Regions from separate parts of the Mus musculus genome. Here region 2 is linked to region 1. Evidence: chromatin contacts called from public Hi-C data. All regions are on one chromosome and are shown on one strand. The core of a region is the stretch at or near the end of the contact, and the rest is flanking DNA. Distances in the headings are between cores, read along the strand shown. Region 1 has its middle 32 kb from the start of Prnd. Region 2 overlaps Slc23a2 (solute carrier family 23 (nucleobase transporters), member 2).

Region 1 (3,811 bases), core at 243-2,742:
ATGGGGGGTTTTCCACATGTATTTAAAACTCTTGTTTAATACCCTGTTCAGAACTTCTGGATAGGCGAATGTGGGGGCACCCACTCCCCCACTGCATCTTAATACATTTCACTACTCCCAGCTCCTCTAAAGGAGAGTGTTTGGAGGCCAGGTCCACACAGGTAGGATAATATGAAACTGTCAGGATGAACCTAGATCCAACATCAGGGTCCTTTCAAGAGAATAGTCTGTGCTTCGGTGTCCCCGCATAGAAGGATACTGAATTTCTCAAAGCCAAAGAACAGTTAAGGGAGTTAGAGATTGACAAGACAGAGCCCACGTCCCCAACCATCTCCGAACCCAACATCCACACTGAAAGCATTCTTCATGGGTACCGGTGCTTACTCATAAATGAGCAGTATCATTAACTTGTGGGGTGTGTGTGTTTGCATGCGCATGTGCACGTATGTGAGTACTCAAGTGTGCAAGTCTGTGCATATGAAGGCCAGAGGACAACCCCACGTGTCTCTCCTTAAGCTTTCCTTGGAAGCCATCCACTGTTCTGTTTAAGACAGTGTCTGTCTCTCACTGGTCTGGACCTCACCAAGTAGGCTCAACTGGCTGGCCAATAAGTCACAGAGGTTCAATGCTCTCTGCCTGTCCAGCACAGGCAGAGATAGTGAGCTATCCCCTCAGCCTTCGGGGTTTTGCAATAATTCTTGAGTCTTTTCAGGGTTGTGAGGATTTTAGTCTAAAACCAATAATGAGAGCAGTAGTTGCTGCCAGTTGAGGAAAACAGCATGAAGAGTCTCTGCATAGCCCTCACGAGACAAGAATAAATGCTGCATACATTAGGTCAGTGAAGAAAGGGAGGTGGGCAGCATAGATCACAGCCTCACATTAAAGGAGTCAAGATTTGATTCTGAGAATCCAGACACAGGAAACACCAAAAGAGCTGAGAGACTTAGCACGCACGCCTTTAATCCCGTGCTCAGGCAGAGGCAGGTGGATCGCTGAGAGTACAAGATCACCTGGTCTGTATAGTGACTTCCAGACCATCCAAGGTGACCTTGTCTCAAATTTTTAAAAAAGAAACATGGAAGGAAAAGATGGCGGGAGAAGGAGGACAGAATGAACAAATGAACGAATGAACAAAAGAAGAAAGGGGAAATACCGAAGTGCAAAATGCACCAGAAATACGTCAAAAACTATGTCCAAACCCACTGAACTCAGGAAAGCATAGTTCAAGGTGGGAAGCTATCACATTTTCCCCCTTACTTATGCAAAATAGTATGGGACAAATAGACAAACCAAGTAAGGACATCAGGGTAAAAGACATGGTCTACCTAGGCTACAATCATGAGTATGAGAGCCTAGAATCCACGTCAATTTGGGCTACACAACGAAAAATCACACACATACACACACAAACACACACACACACGCACGCACAGGCACTTGTACAGGCTAACTTTGCCCATCACTGGTAGAGCTAGGAAGCAGATGTTATGCAGTCATCGTCACCACCAGAGGGCATCCTAACATCAACCAGGACAGGCAAGGGTCCATGTCTAGTCCCTCTCACAGAAAGATGCAGGGAGTTTTTATTTGTTTGTTTTTGTTTGTTTTCATAAGCTACCACCTAGCCAGGTTGAAGAGAGGCCAATCTTCCCTTAGTTCCAAATCCTTCCGGGATAGACAATGACCTTGAATCTCTCCTAGAGCTTCTGTCTCCTGTCCTGCCTCCACAGGTGCCCTCTGGAGATGAGTTATTTAGGACCTCCCCTAATGCATGCTGGGAGAACCTCAGCCCAAGGCTCTGCCTGAACAGAAGTTGATGTTGAAGTGTGCCCCAGAGACACATAAACTGACACTCATCCTTCATCCAGAACTCCAGACAGAACAAGAAAGATGTTTGGTCTTTCTACTGTATGCCATCTCCAGAGGGAAATGCTCCAAGATGTCACAATTCAGCATAATGATGTCACAATACAGTATTATCATGGAACACTGTTGCACTGTGATGTCACAATGACACACTGGTGCACTTTAATGTCAAAGGATAGCATGATAATAGCACAAAGGAGCAGTGTAACAACTCAATACCACATTATGATATCACAGTAGCACACTGTTATAGAACAATAAACGCTGTGATGTCACCATCCAGCAATGCTGTCAGGGTGGGATGTTGTGGTGGCAAAAACGCAGCAGTGTGATGGCACAGTTCATTATTGTGAATTCACATGGAGCATTGTGATGTCACAGTCTAGCCCTGTGATGTCACCATAGAGCACTGAGACACTGCACTAAAGTACCAGGATGGTACAGTGGAACTGAGCTGGGTGATACAGGTGTGATGGGGTGAAGATCATAAGAAAGAACTCTGGTAAATTCTTACCCAGAAGCCAAAGGAAGAGATCTGGCACTCCACCCCAGGGTAACATATAACTTGAATTCCATCCCACCAAGGGAAGCTCGTTTCTTATCCCACCGACCCTTGGATGAATTACCAGAGATATGTAGCCATACACTCATTCTATTGGGAAAACCTGTCATTCCTTCAGCACAGGCAAGAAAGGTGTCTTGAACAGAAGGAATACAGCCGTGAGCGAAACAGAGAGAGCTGTGTTTTCTGGAAGCTTCCACTATAGAGAAAGGAGCTGACAGTGAGCAAAATGCTAGAGCTGTGTGCATGGCTGAAGTGAACCAATGACAAAGTGCTAGAGCTGTGTGCATGGGTGAAGTGAACCAATGACAAAGTGCTAGAGCTGTGCACATGGCTGAAGTAAACCATTGAGAAAGATGGCCGAGAAAAGGTTGGGTTGGGACTGCAGTGTTGACTACATGGGGGTTTGTTCTGGTTGCCTGAGATAGTCTCACAATGAGTGTTGGGCTAGCCTCGAAACTCTATGTAACCTAGTCTCACTATCTCATACCTCACATCCCAAGTGCTAGGATTATAGGTACTTGCCACTATTGTGGCAAAGCCAGATATATAATGAGCAGAGTACCTGGGTTAAGATGTCAAGATAGCTGAGTCCTGGGCAGTGAGAATGAATTAGAATAAGTTGCCAATATCTGCTATCTTCTCCTGCAGTGGGGGTGTGGCTAGACAGAGGAGTAAGATCACAGGTATGCAAGATGGGTTGAGGATCTGGGTAGGGGCTAGAATGAGGGTCCTGAAGACCACCTAGGAGTTCTAAGTTCATTCTAAGTACAGCTGGAGGCCACTGGGGTTCAAGATGAAAGAAAGGTAGAAAGATTCCTTCTGTGATCAGTCTTGGGACTACGTTCAGGCAGGGATGAAAGAAAGGCAAGGAAGCAGCCACAAAGTAGTAGTCTGGTCTGACCAAGTAATACCTTAGCCACAGGTAGGAAACGTGACAGGGACCAGAGGGAAACCAGAAAAGTAAGGAAACACAAGGCTTACTGAAAGCACCCCAAGGTCTGGGATGCTCAGCAGGTAAACAGCAAGGTATGCTCCCAAAATGATTCCCTGAGGCACCCCTAAAAAGTGAGTCAGAAGAAAAGGGATAAGGTTGCAATCCATAGACAGAAGGACACGGCCAGGGCCTGTGCTCTGTGAATGTCCCCCTCCTAGGGCTCTAAGGAGGCCTAGCAAACCAGAGCCCAGACCCTGGGTTGGCCCTTACAGCACAAGGTGAAGGCAGCTTTTAGCAGCCACAGCCCATGCTGCAGACATAGTCCACTCTCACTGTGCTTAGAGGAAGGAAAGCTGCAGTGAGATAGGACCATCTTCATCAGGGGCATCCGGCTCGTGCTATCCTAATGCTATGTTATGTGTTGTACAAAGTTTATGGTTAATTCT
Region 2 (3,858 bases), core at 797-3,296, 100 kb after region 1:
TGTGGCCCAAACTGTCCTCCTAGGGTTTTATCTATGTTTATAATCAACATTTGCTGTAAAGAAGAGTTTCCCTGTTTCTCCACTGTATCTCCACCTTCCTTTCCTGAACATCACTGCAGGCACATGAATTTAAGTTTTATAACTTACTACTATGCATGTTCTTAATAACTGAATTGTCCAAACCTGCCCAGAAGAGCCTGTTGGCTCCTGTCCCTTCGGAAGGGAGCTCCACGTGTCCTATTGTTCTCTGAACATAGCTTTCCAGTATGAGATATTCCAGGTTCAACTTGTCCTCCCAGGCCCTACTCTAAGTCAGCCACTTGCTCAGAGAACACTAACTAGTCCATTGGCCTAAAGACTGGTAGTGAGGACCAGAGATCTGCACACTGAGTGGGCTCACTGTTTCTAGACCCTATGTGTAGTAGCCAGAATTGAGATTGGTGGGGGGGGGGGGGCTCGGGGCGGGGAGATCAAGAAGGAAATACTCCCAGGACAACCAGCACCTCTCGGACATTTTTTTACCATATCAGATGACATTTTCCTTTGGATAATCTCCTTTGCAAACATTGTTAGCATAAAATGAAGCCAAATATAAGGCTGCATCACGTGGCACGGCTCTCTATCTGTTGACTGCAATACTGGTTATGTGACTGTGTACACAGGAAAACTCACCTGACTACACACTTTAGAAAAGGTGCATTTTATTGCATGTTAATACAATTAGGTGTTAATATAATTACTCATTAGATAATGGGTATTTACTTATTTAATCCATTTTTAAGACAGGGTCTCACTATGTAGCCTTGTCTGGCCTGCAAATCACCATGTAAACCGGGCTGGCTTCAAACTCACAGAGACCTATCTGCCTTAAAGTTATGTACACCACACCTAGCACAGGACTTTTTATCAATACTTTGAGGGAGTTTATGGGTATGCTTGGTAAAGCACTGCTACTGGGTAACAGTCTCAAAGCTGTGTGAAGTGGAAGGCGCTTCCTTCCCCTAACATCTGGTGAGAACCTGACTCCTTTCACCCTTGTTAGCCACCAGCCTAGAGAGGAGAAGCATCAAGGAAGAGAATGGGCAACCTGTGGTATGGGGAATGTGCCAGGCTAGCATATCTCATGGTCAAATAAAAAGAGGTGTAGAGAAGACAGATGGTGATGTGGCCTGCCTTTGATCCCAGCACTCAGAAGACAGAGACATATGGGTCTCTGTGAGTTTAACGCCAGCCTAGTCTATAAGAGCTAGTTTCAGGACAGCCAGGGCTACACAGAGAAACCCTGTTTTAAGAAACCCCCCCCCCCCACACACACACACCAAAAAACAGTGTAGAGGGAACAAAATTTGTTAAATCCAAAAATAGCAAAGAGTCAGGCAGTCTTTTAATCCCTGACACCTTGAAGATTAAAACAACAACGATAAAGAGTAATCTGTGGAAACATGGACAGCATCCCTGCCCCAGCAAACATGCAATGGAGGCTGGACGGGCTCAGGCCTCAGGAGGAGCTGGGTCGAATGACCGCTGCTGTTTTCTAATCCATCCAAGTCAGGACGCTGCCTGTGTGAGCAGGGGGCACACCCAATCCTGTAATAGTCATCAGGGACACGCTGCTCCACCAAACTTCTACCTCCCTTCCAGAGCCCAGGTAATAATGACAGCTCACGGCACCAGCAGGGCAGGCACTACCGTGCACAACACTCATTAACATGCTACATATTATTTTTCATCCGGGGGAATGGTCTTTGAGGAGCTAGGCAGTGTGGCTGAATTCTCATGGCTGGTAAGTGGTACAAAGGAATCCAAGCCACCACGTCTATGGTGAGTCTAGTCACCCAGTGAAGCTGACTAGAAATGATGTCTTTCAAGGTCATTTCCTTCCGGGTTTGCAGTGGCCTTCCACTTCACCACACTACTTAAGATGCTTTCTTAGTAACGTAGGCAGTAAACTTTTTATTTGTGGGAAATGCTACAACCAGCTATTATGTGCTGCTTGGCATGGCGTAATCTAAAGGTCATGATGTCACCGACTTGGCAGTTTGGATGAAACATTCACCCTGAATCATCCATGCCTCTGGCCCATCTTCCAGCTCACAGCAAGTGAGAGACTATGCACCCAGTCAGACAGCACCATAAGGACACAACCAGACAAACTGGGGTCTGAGTCCATGACACCTAGCCTGGACTTTAAAACGTTGAGAGACATAGCAAGCAAAACACTGTACAAGCTTAATTGGACCATGGCTTGGAGAGGCTTGGGGAACAGCTATAACACATCTTTTAGGGACAACTGGGGAAATTAAATGTAGACTGCATATTAGATGATATGATGGTATAATTATTTTCTCAAGTTGATAAATGGCATTGTGGTTACTCAGAGACTATCATCCCATTTAGAGTGGAATAGCATGCTATCTGCAACTTCACTTCCAACTGGTTCACAAACACAAGGACTCCTCCTCAGGGATGATGAAATGTGGGGAAATTTCCAACCTCCCTAAATAACCTCTCTGCACTCTGATAGTGAGGGCTCAACATCCCCAGATGTAAGACCTGGAAAGTGTGCTGCCCTCAGGGAGTATACCACTTGTGCAAGACCCCACTCCCCACCAGCCCACTACATACATACTACACATTGCCACACACACCCTATGGCTACAAGAAGCTAATAAGGTAGAAAGCAGGAGACTTTCTCTTATGGGCAGTGGCTAATCAGAAACCAGATACTGAACTAGTGTCAGTGGCTCAGCAAAGGAATCTGCTATCTGCTTAAGCAGGTTTGTGCCTGACCACGAGAGGCCCCTTTGGTAGCCCCTACCTGCACTCTTACATTATTGGGGATGACCGAGTAGTGAGGCTCCTGGAGCAGGCTTGAGGGGTCCTCTAAAGACAGTGGGGTTCTCTTCTAGCCACATCTGTGAGAAAAATCAGTGAGGCAGAGAAGCACAGGGTTTCAGAGAACCTTCCTCCAAGGTGACTCCACAGAGGTGGGGGCCTCTAGCCATGCCTACTGCAAGCTGGCGGCTGTGGGTTAAGGAGAATCTGAATAACCCTACCCGGATGAGAGGAAAAGGGAGCTTTTAAAAGGGTTTAGAACGAGCTCTTAGAACAAGCTCAAGGGGTAGCTAAAACTAACCAAATGTAACCAAGCAAGTAACCAAATGTAGAACTGTTGAGTCTCTATCAAAGGAGCTGAGCAATGAAGATGAAGTACAGGGAGAGGCAATGCGGGAAGGCAGAGGGGATGCCCGGGAAGAGGTGTCCTGGAAATCAGCCCACCCAACATACACATGCTCTAGGGAGTGAGCCTCACAACCCCCTATGGAAACGATGGTGGTCCCCAGAGACAAGGAAGACACTCTCAGGCAGCAAAGCAGGGAAGGAAGGGTCTGCCAGAGAGGAGCACTGTGGGCTCAGCCTTAGGTTTGCCAGAGAGGAGCACTCTGGGCTTAGCCTTAGGTCTGCCAGGGAGGTACACGCAGGGCTCAGCCTTCAAATCCAACATCTTTCCTGAATCTATTTTTATGGAACAATAGTTTCAAGGCTGCAATAATGAAGCGGGGAGGATCTACGCACAGGCCACTCCTAGCTTCCTCAGAAGAGGCAGGGCTCAATCACCTTAGCTGCCCAATGTGATGGAAGCATCAGGTGCCAACAGATGCCAGAAAAACACATAATACAGAACTTATAACACAACACAGATAACCACCAGAGTTGGGAAATCCAAGAAATCACAAAAGTTTAACTTGAAAAAACTTCCATGAGGGGAAGGCTGAAAAAATGACTAGTAAGCCAAAACACAAACCATCTACATACAATCCTTTAGCTGAGCGGTGGGATCAGCCCAGCTCTGGGCTC

The links. Hi-C and Micro-C count contacts between places; a contact is called where the count stands out from the background.
Region 2: a Hi-C map of bone marrow-derived macrophages shows a contact between it and region 1, with 39 read pairs. The contact joins two enhancer-like sites. A contact is called at or near these places in 3 of 15 datasets of contacts at CTCF or cohesin (the NIH/3T3 cell line, embryonic stem cells and large pre-B cells), 4 of 484 Hi-C or Micro-C datasets (bone marrow-derived macrophages, embryonic stem cells and megakaryocyte progenitors), 7 of 115 datasets of contacts at active chromatin or transcription factors (DN3 thymocytes, the HPC-7 cell line, acute myeloid leukemia and 3 more) and 3 of 9 other capture datasets (adipose tissue, liver and pancreatic islet).

Annotation. Positions count from the first base shown.
Region 1 is chr2:131,981,244-131,985,054 of GRCm38.p6, forward strand. No RefSeq gene overlaps it. Among named protein-coding and RNA genes, the nearest start is that of Prnd, 32 kb to the left of the region's middle. Within about 2 kb of position 1,493, at least 19 of the 459 cell types and tissues checked have an H3K27ac peak or open chromatin away from gene starts, as enhancers often do. A contact at or near this core is called in bone marrow-derived macrophages, where this site is marked.
Region 2 is chr2:132,082,570-132,086,427 of GRCm38.p6, forward strand. The region is part of intron 5 of Slc23a2 (solute carrier family 23 (nucleobase transporters), member 2); the gene reads right to left. Among named protein-coding and RNA genes, the nearest start is that of Gm31179, 54 kb to the left of the region's middle. Within about 2 kb of position 2,047, at least 66 of the 459 cell types and tissues checked have an H3K27ac peak or open chromatin away from gene starts, as enhancers often do. A contact at or near this core is called in bone marrow-derived macrophages, where this site is marked.